4 separate regions of the Mus musculus genome follow, and all the other regions are linked to region 3. Evidence: chromatin contacts called from public Hi-C, Micro-C and promoter capture Hi-C data. All regions are on one chromosome and are shown on one strand. Each heading gives the region's core, a stretch centred on a gene start, on an enhancer-like site or on the middle of the called end of the contact. The rest is flanking DNA. Distances are from core to core; before and after follow the strand shown. Region 1 overlaps Prkag2 (protein kinase, AMP-activated, gamma 2 non-catalytic subunit). Region 2 overlaps Prkag2 (protein kinase, AMP-activated, gamma 2 non-catalytic subunit). Region 3 holds the start of Galnt11 (polypeptide N-acetylgalactosaminyltransferase 11). Region 4 holds the start of 1500035N22Rik (RIKEN cDNA 1500035N22 gene).

Evidence for each region. A called contact is a pair of places that touch in the nucleus more often than the background predicts. Capture Hi-C pulls out chosen DNA fragments and counts their contacts.
Region 1: a Hi-C map of muscle stem cells shows a contact between it and region 3, with 3 times the contacts expected there. The contact joins the enhancer-like site here to the promoter of Galnt11 in region 3. A contact is called at or near these places in 2 of 39 promoter capture datasets (hippocampal neurons and neural stem cells), 6 of 484 Hi-C or Micro-C datasets (bone marrow-derived macrophages, brain, ganglionic eminence and 3 more), 4 of 115 datasets of contacts at active chromatin or transcription factors (bone marrow-derived macrophages, fibro-adipogenic progenitors and stem cell-derived neural progenitor cells) and 4 of 9 other capture datasets (adipose tissue, embryonic stem cells, liver and 1 more).
Region 2: a Micro-C map of muscle stem cells shows a contact between it and region 3, with 4 times the contacts expected there. The contact joins the enhancer-like site here to the promoter of Galnt11 in region 3. A contact is called at or near these places in 3 of 39 promoter capture datasets (the C10 cell line, hippocampal neurons and neural stem cells), 1 of 484 Hi-C or Micro-C datasets (muscle stem cells) and 4 of 9 other capture datasets (adipose tissue, embryonic stem cells, liver and 1 more).
Region 4: a promoter capture Hi-C map of liver shows a contact between it and region 3, with 2.3 times the contacts expected there. The contact joins the promoter of 1500035N22Rik here to the promoter of Galnt11 in region 3. A contact is called at or near these places in 6 of 39 promoter capture datasets (the C10 cell line, hippocampal neurons, liver and 2 more), 1 of 484 Hi-C or Micro-C datasets (pre-B cells), 2 of 115 datasets of contacts at active chromatin or transcription factors (bone marrow-derived macrophages and forebrain) and 3 of 9 other capture datasets (adipose tissue, liver and pancreatic islet).

What each region holds. Positions count from the first base shown.
Region 1 is chr5:25,029,114-25,032,805 of GRCm38.p6, reverse strand. The region is part of intron 1 of Prkag2 (protein kinase, AMP-activated, gamma 2 non-catalytic subunit); the gene reads left to right. Among named protein-coding and RNA genes, the nearest start is that of 1500035N22Rik, 45 kb to the right of the region's middle. Within about 2 kb of position 2,300, at least 84 of the 459 cell types and tissues checked have an H3K27ac peak or open chromatin away from gene starts, as enhancers often do. A contact at or near this core is called in muscle stem cells and pancreatic islet, where this site is marked.
Region 2 is chr5:25,052,188-25,055,845 of GRCm38.p6, reverse strand. All of the region lies in intron 1 of Prkag2 (protein kinase, AMP-activated, gamma 2 non-catalytic subunit), which reads left to right. Among named protein-coding and RNA genes, the nearest start is that of Gm42232, 46 kb to the left of the region's middle. Within about 2 kb of position 1,690, at least 36 of the 459 cell types and tissues checked have an H3K27ac peak or open chromatin away from gene starts, as enhancers often do. A contact at or near this core is called in hippocampal neurons, muscle stem cells and neural stem cells, where this site is marked.
Region 3 is chr5:25,221,220-25,225,049 of GRCm38.p6, reverse strand. Galnt11 (polypeptide N-acetylgalactosaminyltransferase 11) reads right to left here and starts at 2,178. Exons shown (of 12, transcript NM_144908.4): 1 at 2,019-2,178.
Region 4 is chr5:24,983,743-24,987,858 of GRCm38.p6, reverse strand. It overlaps 1500035N22Rik (RIKEN cDNA 1500035N22 gene), which reads right to left and starts at 2,017. Exons shown (of 2, transcript NR_166410.1): 1 at 1,823-2,017. All of the region lies in intron 3 of Prkag2 (protein kinase, AMP-activated, gamma 2 non-catalytic subunit), which reads left to right.

The DNA of each region.
Region 1 (3,692 bases), core at 1,051-3,550, 190 kb after region 3:
TTTGGGTTAGGAGATTTTTGCATTTTGCATTTTCTTTGACTATTGTGTCAATGTTTTCTATGGTATCTTCTGCACCTGAGATTCTCTCTTCTATCTCTTGTATTCTGTTGATGATGCTTGCATCTATGACTCCTAATTTCTTTCCTAGGTTTTCTATCTCCAGGGTTGTCTCCCTTTGTGATTTCTTTATTGTTTCTATTTCCATTCTTAGATGCTGGATGGTTTTGTTTAATTGCTTCACCTGTTTGGTTGTGTTTTCCTGTAATTCTTTAAGGGATTTGTGTGTGTGTGTGTGTGTGTGTGTGTGTTTCATCTTTAAGGGCTTCTACCTGTTTACCTGTGTTCTCCTGTATTTCCTTAAGGGAATTACTTATGTCCTTCTTAATGTCCTCTATCATCATCATGAGATGTGATTTTAAATCAGAGCCTTGGTTTTCCAGTGTTTTGGGGCATCCAGGGCTTGCTGTAATGGGAGAACTGGGTTCTAATGATGCCAAGTAGCCTTGGTTTTTGTTTGTTTGTTTGTTTGTTTGTTTTGTTTTTGTTTTTCGAGACAGGGTTTCTCTGTATAGCCCTGGCTGTCCTGGAACTCACTTTGTAGACCAGGCTGGCCTTGCTGGCCTCAAACTCAGAAATCCGCCTGCCTCTGCCTCCCAAGTGCTGGGATTAAAGTTGTGTGCCACCACCGCCCGGTATAGCCTTGGTTTCTCTTGCTTAGGTTCTTGCCCTTGCCTCTCACCAGCTGGTTATCTGTGGTGTTAGCTGGTCTTGCTGTCTCTGACAATGGCGTGTCCCTCCTATAAGCCTGTGTGTCAGCACTCCTGGGAGACCAGCTCTCTCCCAGCAGGATTTGGGTATGGAGAGCTTGGCACAGGGTCAGCTCCAGGGCACAGACAGAAACTGGAAGCTGATGTACTCTTCTTAAAGCCTTGAGGACCGGTGCTAACTGTAGTAAGCCAGCAACAGACAGACTGTGTCTACTTCCCTTCTGCAGACCTCAGAGTTGTCAGACTCACAGAGATGACACAGGGTGCTGCCACCAGGGTTCGGGAGGGAGGCTGAAGAGTGTCTTCTCAGAGAGATAAAAAGTGTCTGGAAATAGATTCTGTTTTGATCAGTCTGCGCCCTGCCCTCAGTCACTCCATACTGTGCAGAGCAATGGTTTTCAGGCAGTGCCTCATGCAGAGAGAGAGAGAGACTCCATTTTACATGCTGCCATTGACTCCAGTTTACAGAGGGTTGAAAATGACTCTGCAACTTGTTAGGCATGTAAACAACACCATCTGCCCCGTACCACCCACGGCACAGACTGTTAAATGGCATATTCCCAAAGTAAAAGAGATAACCACCCTCACGATTCATCAGAGTAAATTGAGTCCACTTTAGCACATGAGGGTATTAAAACTATATCGGGAAAACCAAGCATAAGAACTTACCTAACACATTATGCTGAGACAAGGGTGTGACCTCCTCACCCTCACCCATCCGCCGAGAGGGATATGTTCCCTCTAGCCTGTCATCTGACCAGATGATCTGACATGAGCCTCTGGGCATTTCATTTGAGCAACTGTGTGTGCGCATGCGTGCGCGCGTCTGTGTGTGTGTGTGTGTGTGTGTGTGTGTGTGTGTGTGTACGTACAATAGACAGAGAACTCCCAACTGTCCCATACTCACATGTCCATGTGTGTGTGTATATGTGTACGAACCTGTGTATACATGTGTGTGCACTCATAGAGATAGAGGGAGAGAGAGAGAGAGAGAGAACGCATGTGAATGAGTGCATGAGGCAGGAGCTTTGACAACAAGGAGCTGGCGTGAGGCAGGAGCAAGAAACAGTCACATCTTGAACCACAAACACGAGGCAGAGAGAGCTACTTGAAATGGCAGGCAGTCTTAAACTCTCAAAGCCATCCCCAGTAACACACTTCCCCAGCAAGGTCATACCTCCTGTCTCCCAAAGAGCACCAGCAACTTAGCATCAAGTGTTCAAATACATGAGCCTCTGGGCATTTCATTTGAGCAACTCTCTGTGTGTGTGTGTGTGTGTGTGTGTGTGTGTGTGTGTGTGTGTGTGTGTGTACAATAGGCAGAGAACTCCCAACTGTCCCAGCTGTCTGAGACTTTAGCTTAATGTGGTCTCAGCTCTGATAAAGTCAACTCGAATCTGTTGTCCATCAGTCTACCCATCTGTCTGTCTGGAACTAGTTCTGTAGTTTGCCTCTGTCACCCCTGTGACCAGCAAGTATCTCACACCTCATTTCTGCAGCATGACTCAACTCTGACTCTGTGGCCTGGCTGGGCTTGCAAACGCTGGGCTCTGACTGGGTTTGTATCTGACCCAGCGTCTTTCTCTGCCTCCCTCTGCATCCTTATCAGCCTCCCCCTTCTGCTTTTCCTCAAGGCCTCTTTGGAACTCCTTGAACTCTGTTGGCCTCCTGAACCCTTCAGAGGCTTTCTGTCACCTACACTATATGTACACACAGATGTATTTACTGTGTGATTTGGAATGTGTGAACTGAGAGCTAATATTAGCAGTTAAGGTTGGAATAAATGAACCTTGTGTGTGTTTGCCTCCGCCAACTATGTAGGAAAATAGGGACTAAGGACAAACTAGCCGAGGAAACTCTGTAGCTAGTGAATGAGTTGTTATTCAGTAATGTGGACTTTGTAGGAAAACATGATCATGTCTGCCTGTTTCTGACATAGCACAGTCATGACAGTTATAGTGGTGGAGGTAAAATCACATGAGTAACTTAGCAGCCACTGAATTATTTACAGAGGGTTAGCTTGAGGATGGGGATAGCTTAGTGGTACAACGCTTGCTTAGCATGTGTAAAACCCTGGGTTCATGCCGGCACCACACACACACACACACTCACACACACACACACACACACACAGAGAGAGAGAGAGAGAGAGAGAGAGAGAGAGAGAGAGAGAGCAGATGATAATTCTTATTGTTTATATTTTATTCCAATTATTTTTTGATAAACAACAATGGTGTGTTAAGGATGACGACTTTTATAGTCTCCAGGGTGGCCAGGTGGTCCCATCTGGTGTGCAGGCGTCTTCCAAGGCCAGTTGTGGGGCACAGGAAGAGCAGGGCTGGAGAGTCAGAGCAAAGCATCTGCCTTATTTCTGACTCGGTGACAAGCTACCCACTCCTCCCCATTCTGTTTTAGTCCCCTGTGGCAGTTAGTGTTAACTGTCAATTTGACTGGATCTTGATTAGATTAATTAAGGACCCATCTTAACTCTGTGCAGACCATTCCCTGGGTGGGTATTCTGAACTGGGTCTAAAATTATGAAAGTGAGTTGAGCAGAAACTTGCATCTTGTGACCTCTGGTCCTGATTATGGGTGTGAGGGACCAGCTGCTTCAAGCTCCTGCTGTCTCGGCTTCCCTGGTAGACTGTACCCAAATTGTGAGCCAAGAGAAGTGCCTTCTCCATACAGGTGCTTTGATCTGGGCATCTAATCCCAGCAATAGGAAAAGAAGCCAATGCAAGCCCTCCCCATCATCTCCACCTCTGCCATCAAGCTTTATCTATTGCTCCAGCACCACCCTCCACAAGTGTGGTCATCTTTACAGAAGACACACTTCCTTGGACCATTCAAAGAGGCCTCAGGTTTCAAGTCAGGAGGAAAAGTCCCATCTACCAGCCATTGCCCAGTCATCCCCAGAGCCAGTGC
Region 2 (3,658 bases), core at 441-2,940, 170 kb after region 3:
CAGTCCCCTCCTTCTGTTCTGCCCCTCATACGATGCCAAATGAAAGTGATTTTCTCCCTTTGACCCCTCTTATCCTACTGCAGTTCTACTTTCCCCTGAAGGTCATGGTTGTGTCGTGATCTTTCTAGAATCGTGGATTCGCTTCTCCATCTTCTTTTGTACTTCTCCAAGCCGTATCCCAGGGAACACAGGGAGGAAACTGGAGGAAAACAAAGCCAGTCTCAGGTTTTTGTTTTGATTGTGCTTTGCCAGAGAGGTGTGTGGTGGCATTTACCGTCTGACTGCTTTTACTGGAGGCTGCCATCTGCCACAATCATGGCTTCAGCTGGCTAGTCACCAGTGAGTGCGGGCCTGCTGAGCAGATTCCAGCCAATAGGATAAAGGCGGTGGGAACAGGACTGTCCACAGTCTGCAGTGCTGTTTACCAGACACCTGCAGGGGTGGGATTCCAGCAGCCCAGGTTGGGTGCCTAGGACAACAGAGAGCCAGGGACCCAGGGGTTCCTACTCCTTCTTATCCAAGCTCTCCCCTTTCTTCTCCCCCTCCCCCAACCCTTCCCGCTCCTCCCTTTCATTGGGATTGAACCTAAGGCAGGCTGGCTTTAAATTTATGATCCTCTTGCCTCAGCTTCCTGCGTAGCTGGGGTCCCGAGCCTGATCCACCAGGCCTGGCTTTCCTTTCTCTTGCTGGTCGAGGACTCCTGAAAATTGAGGGTTCCTAAAATTTCCTTTCACTGCTTTTGCTGGGAGAGAAGCAGTCTCAGAATCAGGATCTGAGAAGAGCTAAGGAGGTATGAAGCCCCAGCCCTCAGGAAAGCACCGACCCCTCGCTTTTCCAGCAGGCAAACAGCTGACCTGACTATAGGCAGTCTCTGTGATTTGCAAGCTGTGTTGGCCAGGTCATATGTGGAATCATGTTTGTAGGCTGGACATGAAACAGAGAGGCAAACCCGCCAAGCTGTTTCCTCGAGTTTCCTGGAGATGCCTAGGTGGTCTTCTGGAGTGAAATGACTTGTGCTCAGGAAAAGGTATCAAGGAAACTGACCAAAATGTTATCGTCACAGGGACTGACTAGGGCCCCCAAAAGCAGTGTGGGGCTCTGCTCCTCTTTCAGGCAGGGAAAATTCTTCCCTGCTTGGCTCTGAGGTGGAAGCTCTGGTACTTTCTAGAAAGCACAACCCATAGACCCTTCCTCCCGCTCTTTGTCAAAGCCAGGAAAGTGCTTAGAAATATTTTCCCCAGTAAAGGGCGGAGGGCGGCTTCTGCTTCTGCCTCTGCAAGTGAATTGTACTCCTTTGTTGCCTTTCCCCAAGTTCCTGGTCCCCAAAGCCGTTTCTGCCCAGCTAGGCAGAGGGATGCCTATGCTTAGAAGGTGGCATCAGGCCAGTGGCCACAGCTGGCCTGCACAGACACAGACATGGGGATGAGAACTGACGGATGCCTGTCACACAGCTGGAGGAAGCAGCTCTCTATGACCCCACCCACCACTGACTGCACCATTAGCAGAGCATGTGGGAAGGGGCTGCTGTTGGTCAGAGCCATTCGGTTGGAACAGAGTCCTTGAGGGCTGGTGGAATTTGTCCTTAAATGTCAGGTCTCATCTCCAAAAACTGGCCAGGCCTGGCTCAGAGCTGGCTGTGGGCATCTGTCACCACCCACTCTCTCTGAGTCATGCTACACTTATCAGCTCAGATCCAGAACCTTGGAATATGCCCAGAGTCAGGGAGAACTGGGAGGAAGATGAGCCTGAAGGGACAGAGGGCTCCTGAAGGGGAGAGCCTTGACCTACCCAGGCACTCTGTTGTACTCAGGTCGCTTGGGATATTCCCAGGTGCTCCTTCAGGTCCACCCAGATGCCTTGCTGGCCTCACCAGCTGCTGCTCAGCAGGCTTCCCATGCCGCCTGGAACCAGGGCATGGGGCCACATTGCCATAGGGACACTGTTTATGCAGGCCACCTCTGAAGAAAGGCTTGTGGAGGAGTCTGAAGCTTCTATTTTCCTCTTCACCTCCTGTCTCCCTTTCCAAAGCTCCCCCTTGCTTTATGAGAACCGCTTTCTCTTCCTTTGCCTTAAACCAACAGCTCTTCACTGGTGGACCAGAGCTCAAATGTAAGTCCCACCACAGCCTGCCTTCTGTGTCACAGGCTTCCCATAAAACAGATGTCCTGGGTTCCCCCAGGCCATCAGACGAGCCTTGTGTGTTCTAAGGACTAGCCTCTCGTTCCCTCCTACTCACATCCCGGGGTCCTCCTGCCCGGGCTCTGGGCAGTCACTGGGTCCAGCGGCCTCACACAAAGCTGTGCCGCATTATTCAGTTGTGCTTGTGCCGAGAGATAAGCACGTCAGCAGGCAATCGGACCCAAAACAAAACTCTGTGGTGCGTTTCAAATAATCCCAAACGCTTCCATCTTGTGCTTTCAATCCAGAGTCCTGGAGCTGCCAGCCATGTCTTGTCTGAGCGCTGTCACAACATACAGTCCCACACCTTCACACGTACACAACGGTACAGCAGAGCCAAGCATCACACACCAGTCTGCGGCACTTCAGTAATGAGGTCTCGGTAATGGCCACTTGGACAAAGTCTGGATGAGCAGTTCCTAAGTTCAGAAGGATTAAACACAATACACCCATCCAGGACCCACAATCCTCATGCTTTTAAGTAGCCACTGTCTTCTGGGGTATCAGAAGCCCTGTGTGCCTTACCAGCCTAGAGGGAAATGGCCACTGCTGCCTGCCACTGCTGCCTGCCACTGCTCAGCTCCTCTCTGCCTATGCCATCCAGGACCCACCTCAGCATACTCTCCCACAGACATGCCCACAGGCCCACCTCCCAGGAGACTCTCCATTCTGTAAAACTGAGCACACCGAACATCACAGTGGCCTCCTGCAGGTGCCGTCCTTCTCTGGTAATCTCTACACCATGCAAATTCATCTCTTCTCATGTCTCAGTGAGACTGGATGCTACCAACTCAGGGACGGGTTGGGCTTAGTGAGTCTGAGACATCTTGAAATACTGCCTGGACCTAAATAAGGGGGTCTGGCTACCGGCAGCATCAGCTCAGTTCCAACTTGGGACATCTCACGATGTCGGGCACACACCTCCTGGGAGAACTTCTTCCAGACAATTCACCAGGCTCTGGAATGTGTAATGTGGCCATTTCCTTCACCATAGAGGAGAGGAAGGTCTGACAGGCCCATGGGGCTCTGGCAAGGGAGGCAAGATGAACTGAGGATACTATAAGGTGATGGACTAGAGTCGTCACCTGAAGCCCAGCTGCTTCCTAAAGATTCCACCCCCCACCCCCACCCCCGTGGTCTGGAAAAGTTGGCTCCACATCCCAGGATGCAGTGTGGACGTTTCCCACATTCTGCAGATGGCTGGTCCGTTGTAGGTCCACTTTGATTGGGTGTTATTCACATGCAGTGTGGCTCATCAGGTACAAGCACAGTTGGCTGGGTTGCAATAAATGTACCTAAGTATGTAACAGCCACATCATGACGCAGACACTCCCTTCACCCCAAACAGGTCTTAGTGTTCCATCGTCACCATCCATAGTGTCCCTGTCACCATCTCCAAATTGTTACATGAGACTCCTGTCTATGTTTCTCTGTCCTGTATACCCCTACATTCCAGACCCAGCACAGATCCTCAAATGGA
Region 3 (3,830 bases), core at 929-3,428:
CAGGTGCAGAGAACAGATACTGAACAGATCCTCTGGGACACTGGGAACTTTGGAGAAGAACCTAGGAAAAGACTTCCGAAGGGTTCCAAGGATGGAACACAGGGCCCCCAATGGAGGAGCTAGAGAAATTACCCAAGGAGCTAAAGAGATCTGCAACCCTATAGGTGGAACAACATTATGAACTAACCAGTACCCTGGAGCTCTTGTCTTTAGCTGCATATGTATCAAAAGATGACCTAAGCGGCCATCACTGGAAAAAGAGGCCCGTTGGACTTGCAAACTTTATATGCCCCAGTAGAGGGGAATGCCAGGGCCAAAAAGGGGGAGTGGGTGGGTATGGGGGACTTTTGGGATAGCATTGGAAATGTAAATGAGCTAAATACCTAGTAAAAAATTAAAAAAAAAAAAAGAAGAAGGGTTCCAAGGTACATCCAGAAGATGTGCTGACAAGCAATATGAAAGGCCATAAAGGTCACTGGAGACCAAGCCAGACAAGTGGAGCCATCAGACTCAGCAGTCAGTGCTTTTCAAACACGAACTAAGCAATTCAAACCTTCCATAGACATTCCAAAGACAGAAAGCAGAGAAACTATTTGCCAGGATTCTCTAGAGTAACAGAAATTATAGAATGGATTTCTCCATATAGAGAGAGGGGGGATTTATTAGAGTACTCCCGCAAGTCCAACAATGGCCGTCTACTGATGTCAAGTCCAAGAATCTAGTTGCTCATCCACAAAGCTGGAAGTCTCGGCTGTTCTTCAGCATACACTGGAATCCAGCATACAAACAGGCTCTAATGCCAGTGAAGGAATATGGACTTTCAAGTATGGGTGAGAGCAAGCAGGCAAAGAGGGGGCTTCCTTATTCCATAGCCTTTGTAAAGGCTGCCAGCAGAAGGTGTGGCCTTAGATTAAAGGTGGATCTTCCCACCTCAAAGATACAGATTAGAAATGCTCTCCCCACTTCAAATGATTTAATTCAGCAAAAATCTCTCACAGTTGTGTCTAGCCATTTTTGGTTGTCAAGTTGACAACCAAGAATAGCCTCAAACAGATACAGATAAAGGAAAGACCATGGATTCCAATTCAAATGAAGTATCTAAACCAGGTAAACTGAGAGACTGAAGAAGAGCAGGAGTCCCTGCCCTATGTTATAATGTCTGTCCTGAGTGATTGATTTTGGAAATATATGGCACTGCCTGTTAAGACAACACTGTGAATGTACCCGATGCCATTCAACTATACTAGTAAAATAATCAATAAACTTCATGTTAATTATACTTCACAAGAAAAATAGTAATATAAAATTGTTAAGAAACCTGGCAAGAAACAGCACAGAAATGTTAGAGATTTGATTCCAGGGCCATCAAATGAAAACTATAGACTACGGTATGGTGACATTTCAGTTGCAGAGCTCCGTGGCAGGCACATGCTGAGGGTAAGAAAGGCTTACTTCCTGTTTTTCTTAAAGCATTATTTCAAATAAAAGAAGAAATAAGTTTGAAGTAACTGTTTTGTTGGGCCCACGGACTAGAAAGCGTCTCCAGGGTCTCATTTTTTGTTTGAAGATAAGCAACCAACCAACATGATGGCTCTCAAAGTAAAAGGACAAGATCTGACAGACAGGTGGCGGGTCTTCCTATATTTATATTTAAAGCACTAGTTTGGGGTGTACGAAAACCATAAAAGGTAATTTTTTTAACAAGCATACTGCAAAGAAACATGCATCCTTTCTGTCTTCCAGCCTCCTGTACCGACGCGGTCTAAATCCTGACCGTAATAACAGCAATAAAGATAAAATCGGTATTTTTTTCTAGTAAATCACAACACTGGCTGGAGGTTACGGCCACCGAGAGAACGGCCATGCGCAGTACCCATCACTGCTGTTGAATCCGGAAGCAGCTCTGGCCTCCCAGGCCACCAAGCCTGCTCCAGCAGCCGCGTCCCTTCAGGCCGCAGCCCACGCTCAGGCGCCGACGTAGGCCGCGCGGGGTCAAGCGCCGCGGGCCGGCTACTCACCGCGACACCCGCAGGCCGGGATAGCGGCGCTCCAGGGCACGGGCTGCGGCATCTCCGCTCCCGCCACAGCCCGGGCCGAGCCGCACGAGCCGCGGCGCGCGACGCGGCCCACGACACGCAGCCTTGCGGAGCCCTCGCGTCACGGCACGCGTCACCGCACGCACGCCCTCGCCTCCGAGGATGACGTCACCGCCCGCGGCCTGGCGTCACGAGGCCCGGGCTCCTCCCCGCCCAGTGTGGAGCTGAGCTCTGTCCCATAGGGCCTTAGTGAAGTTCACTCCAGAGAGAAGCTTAGATGAGGGGACGACTTTTTCTTGGAGAGAATGTGAGGAAATTTAGCAGATCAAACAGAATGGTAAGGTTTTGGTAGTTGGTCCATTAATGCTGCTTTACATTGACGGGTATCTATATTAATCCTGTTATCTCACCATGCTATTCAGCCAAGACTTTTTTTTTTTAAATCCGTGATGTCTGGTAGAGCAATGGGACATATGTAAGGAGAAAATTCTGCGTCCCTTATTTTTAAGAAAGCAGCATCTCCTGAACCAATAAATTGTTCTAGCTAGCATTAACCCAGGATACTTCCCTCCTGCATTAACTGGCTGTGGTGACCGACTTTGACTTGAAATGCCCCACTGGGGCTTATGTGGAGCTTGGTGCCTGCTGGTGGTGCAATTGCCAAAGATTGTAGAAACTTTTTGGAGGTGGGGGTCAATCTAGAGGGAGAAGGATCAGGGATGTCCGAGGGTCTTACCTGGTCCAATTGTCCAAGTCTCCTTCTGGCTTCCTGCCCATCATGAAGTAAATAACCTACCCCATATACTGCTGTCATCCTGATGTTCTGCTCAAATGCGATGGCCAAGCAACCATGCAATAAACCCTCAGTAACCATGAACCAAAATAACTCTTTTCCCTTTAAGTTGTCAACACAGTGGCACAAAATTAACTCATATGTGGCCCTGCCAAATACTTACTAGTATTGTGAGGCTGTAGGATGCTCTGTGAGGTTACCTAGGTCTATCCTTAAGGCTGAAATCCTGATGGCCCTTATCTGTGTCCTTCCATGGCCATTGCCCTCAGTCAAACAGTTGCTGCTCAATGCCAAAGAAAGCATTTTTCATAGTTCCCATTCTTGTCCACACAGCATCTTAACGGGAACTCATGGTTGTTTAAGGGATGACTCTCTCACGAGAGGGCAATAGAACAGAAGCATTGTCATGCCATAACCATGTGTCTGCTATTGTTCCTGTATGTGTGACAACGTTCCTGACAGAAACTACTTAAGGGTTTATTTTGGCCACAGTGTGAGGTACAGCCTCTGCTGTGGTGGGTAAGCCATGGCAAGCAGAGGTCTAAGGTAGCCTGTGACACTTCACCCTCAGGAGGCCCAGAGAGGCTGGTGCTCATCTTACAACCTGGTTTGTTTTGTTTTTTTGTTTTGTTTTGTTTTTTTCTTTTTATTTGATCCCTGCTCCATGGCCACCCACATTCCAGGTAGGTTTTCCTTACTCAGCTAAACCTCTCAGGAAACCACAAAGACATGGCCAGAGCAAGGCAGTGCTGCCACACACCTTTTATCTCAGCACTGGGAAGGACAGCAGAGACAAGTGGATATGAGTTTGGGGCCAACCTGATCTACAGAGCTAGTTACAGGACAGCCAAGGCTACACAGATTAGCCCTGTCTCAAAAACAAACAAACAAAACAAAACAAAAAAAGACCTGCCCAGAACAGGAATGTTTCCTAGGTAATTTCAAATCCATCAAAGTGGAAGTGAAGATTTAGCCAGTTTACTAGGATCCTCAAATGGGTG
Region 4 (4,116 bases), core at 768-3,267, 240 kb after region 3:
GCATGGCGGTACACAGGCAGACATGATGCTGGAGAAGTAGCTAAGACTTCTAAGTCTGGATTCACAGGCAACAGGGAGAGAGAACTCTTGGGCCTAGCTTGGGCTTCTGAAATCTCAAAGCCCACCCCCAAATGACATACTTCCTTCAGAAAGGCCATACTTTCCCGATAAGGCCACACCTCCTAATCCTTCTAGGGACTGCCATTCCATGATGAACAAGCATTCAAATATGTGAGCCTATGGGGACCATTCCTATTCAAACCACGAGAGAGTGAGAGAGCGAGAGAGAGAGAGAGAGAGAGAGAGAGAGAGAGAGAGAGAGAGAAGGAAGGAGGGAGAGGGAGGGGGAGAGAGGGAGAGAAGGAGAGGGAGGGAGGGAGAGGGAGGGAGAGAGAGAGAGGGAGAGAGGAAGAGGGAGGGAGAGAGACAGAGAGACAGAGAGAGAGAGACAGAGAGACAGAGAGAGAGAGCAGAGGAACAGGGCAGTAGGAGTTCTTTAGAATGTAGACTAGCAGTGGAGAAAGCAACCCTAAGATGGGAGAAAATGACCCTGCACCCTCATCTCTCACACTCAGACAGGATGCTCTGTGGCTGAAAGCTTGGTGGAGGAGGACATGAAAATATTCCACCAGCAAGAGGCAGCCCTGACCTTGATTTTTCAGGACAGGACAGATGGTGACATTTAGAGAAAGAGAAGCAGCTTCATCCTGGGGAGCTACCCACAGCCTGGGCTGTGTGAGGGCCTGAGGAATCTAGCCTTGGGGGCCTCAGACCCCTTCCTCTGCAGTCTCCCTCCCTGAAGCAGGGTCCACTCCCCTCCAATGGGCTTTCTAGGAAGGAGCCTCCCTGTGCCGTGGGGACGAAAACTCTTGGAAGTTAAAGAAAGGTAAAGACAACAGGGGAGCGATGGGTGTTGCTGCTAATACTGAGGGTCATTTTAGATCTTTTGTTTAGTTTTTGTGATGCTGGGGATAGAGCCAGTCCCCGAGACCCCTGAGGCCCATGGAAACATCCACAGAAGCCAGTCTTTGTCTGCCCCACCTGCGTTACCTTTCTTCTCCCTGGAAACAAGAGCCAAGCTTCTGCCTGATCTCTCCTTTCTCCTCTGCCTCCTGAGCAGCCTGGCATTCCTTGTCATGCCGCTCCCCCCCCCATGGCTGTGACACACCCCCTCCTCTGGGGGACTGTAATACACTGTCTTTCCAGAGGAAGCTCATCCCCTGACCTCACTACCCCGAGTCATTAGAAAACTACATTTTAAAACACATTTCCCACTGCCTGTAAACCTAGACATTAATTGTCCTGGCTTCTTTTTTTTTTTTTTTTTTACACTTTGAGTGCAGCGTTGTCTCAGGGAGCTCGGCAGGCCACAGTCTACATAGGACACAGATCATACACCCAGCCTTTGAGGATGGCACGCTCAGTCTCCAGGTTCCTTCTCATCTGCTGGGCTCAGTCTGGGGCCCCTGGTGGTAGGTGCACACAGAGGCAGCCTTAAAAGGTAGGCAGCCTAGGGTGGGGATGTAGATCAGTAGGTAGATAAAAAGTGTGCACAAAGACTTGGATTCCATTCCCAGCACTATATAATTATGATTGCTCATGCCTGTAATCCCAGCACTCGAGAGACAAAATAGCGAGATCAAGACTTCAAGGTATCCTTGGCTACAGAGTGAGTTTGAGCCTACAGGAGACCCTGACTCAACAAACCAACACTGACAGCCCATTCCAATCCCCTGCCTGCTACCCTGGGCCCAGGCAGTGCATGCCAGCCTGCCTCTGCCTATTGTCTAAGAGCTGCACAAATGTAGGACTCTCTCCTCACCTGTGATTGAGCTTGGCACCCATTCCCAGTCAGCTCTTCTCACGGTTCCTAGTTTGTATAGTCTCTGCTTCCTAGCACACTCAGCCTCAGCCTGCCCATGGCACTGCACGCCATGAGGACAGGAGCCAGGAACCCCCAAGAACAGGGCCGCTCCATCCTCCAGGGCTGCATTTCTGTCAGGATTTCTCTGTGACTGGGAACCGGAGCGGCACTGGGTTTGTAGCCACTTGCCGTTGCTATAGCAACCCCTGACTTACACCAGCTACACACTAAAAATAGATCATCTTGCCCCTAATATAGAAAAATGAAGGAAAATGAGAGCAGGCAGGACCCTTCCCATCCAGTTATGCGCTGATGCAGCGGCTGGGTCTCTGTATGCGCGCACCCACTCAAGAGTAGAAAGAACAGGATGGAGGGGACACACTAGAGTGTCCTCAGAACTGCTGTGGCCTGGCTCTTCCCCATGTAGAGGCCTCAGCTGTCCTTTGTTCTGAACTAAAGCATTCAATAGTAAAGCACAGTTTACCCAAGGCGGGTTGTATGTTCCAGACAGCCTCTTCATGTACCCCAGGCTAGCCCTACCCTCACATCCATCTCCTGAGTTCTAGTCTTGCTGACGGGCACCCTCCACCTGGCCTGTTCAGCTTTTCAGTCTTACTTCTTCTGTGGGTTGTGTTTTTTGGAAGGTAGGGCTGCTGTCGTTTGCAGAACAGACAGCGTGAGAGCTCCTAGCGACAGCATCTGAAGTACTGAATTGCTTGGGAACGCTGTGACACAAGTGTTCCCCAGGAGTGAGCCTGGGGAAGGAGAACCTTCAGGTACTTGAAGGACCACCCATCCTCCTGGGGAGGAAGTACTGTGGGAAGACAGACCTCACCACTCTAGGACCAGCTCCTCCCTGGGATAGCAATGGCTCTCGATGCATTCGATCACGTTGTCCGAATCATGAAAGTTCAAAAACATTTCAAAATGCTTGAAGATTGTTCTGGAAGGGGTTGTGCAGGAAAGAATTGGGACCTGTCCCTACGGAGTCCGAATTGTGGCTGTCTGCCTGTCGTATCTGAGACTTGTTGATGGCATTTCCTGTGGTGGAATGAGTCTGTGTCCCCCTGAACAGCTGTCTGCACACAGTGGGTGCACTGTAGCCTTCCTTGTTCTTGGGAGCTGTTTTGTTTGTTTGTTTGTTTGTTTGTTTGTTTTTAAGGTGATGGGAGATGTGTGTGGGGCTTCTCAGAGCCCCTGGCTCTGCCATGGGGCTGAAGTGGTAGTGGACATTTGTGAATATGTAGAGCTATGCTTGGAATGTGGTGACTTGCATGTTAAGACGAGGACCTCTGCCCATAAGCCAGGGACAGCCAGGAGGGGCTGGGGGGCTTGGATTTGGGCCTTTGTGGGAAAGCCCACTGCCAGGAACCAGTGGGGAGACACCCTCCGCTTCTCCCATCCCCCATCTCTTCCTCCTCCTCCTCCTCTTCCTCTCTCCTTTCTCTCCTTCCTCCTCCTCTTCCTTTTCCTTCCTCTCTGTATCCCCCACCTTTATCCTCTTCTCCCTCTTCTCTCCTCTCTTCTCCTCCTTTTCTTCTTCATTCTCTTTCTTCCTCTTCTTTCCCCTCCTGTCCTTCCCCCCTTCCCTCTCCCTTCTCCTCTAACTTCCTTTTTGTGACCAACAGATAAAACTTTTTTTTCATCATCTGGAGCTGCACAGCTTGAGAGAATTAAGCACATGCTCATTATGATGCCAGCTCGCCCCCCACCCCCCATCCCTCTTCCACTCTCAGAATTCATCTTCCCAAACTGCCTTTATCACACAATGATCCTTCCCATCTCTGGCACCCCTCAGTCTACTGTCTCTATGAATCTGATCATTCTGGGGCCCTCACAGAATGAAATTGAGCCGTGTGTTTCTCTCCATCTCTTCTGTCCGATGCCCTTAGGTCCTTGTGGGCCACAGTACATATCTGTGCTGTGTCAGGTCTTCCTGAGCTGTGCTGGGTTTCTCCCATGCTTTTGGAGGCTCCCCCATGCTCTCATACCTTCCACACACCCTTGAAAGGCTGCGTAATATTTTGCCATTTGGAGACCCCTTTTGTACATTCAGTCATGTGTCACAGAATATCTGAGCTGTGTCCCCTGTGACACCAGCCTCCCTCCAGATGTGATGAAGCAGCTGTTGTCCCTGTCCTCTCAGCCTGGGACTGGGCACAGAGCAGCCAGCTCACTTCCTTGCAGTGAGGGCATTAGGTCTCTGCTAATGGTGGGCACCACATCCCCACACAGCCTCGCTCAGCGCCCCC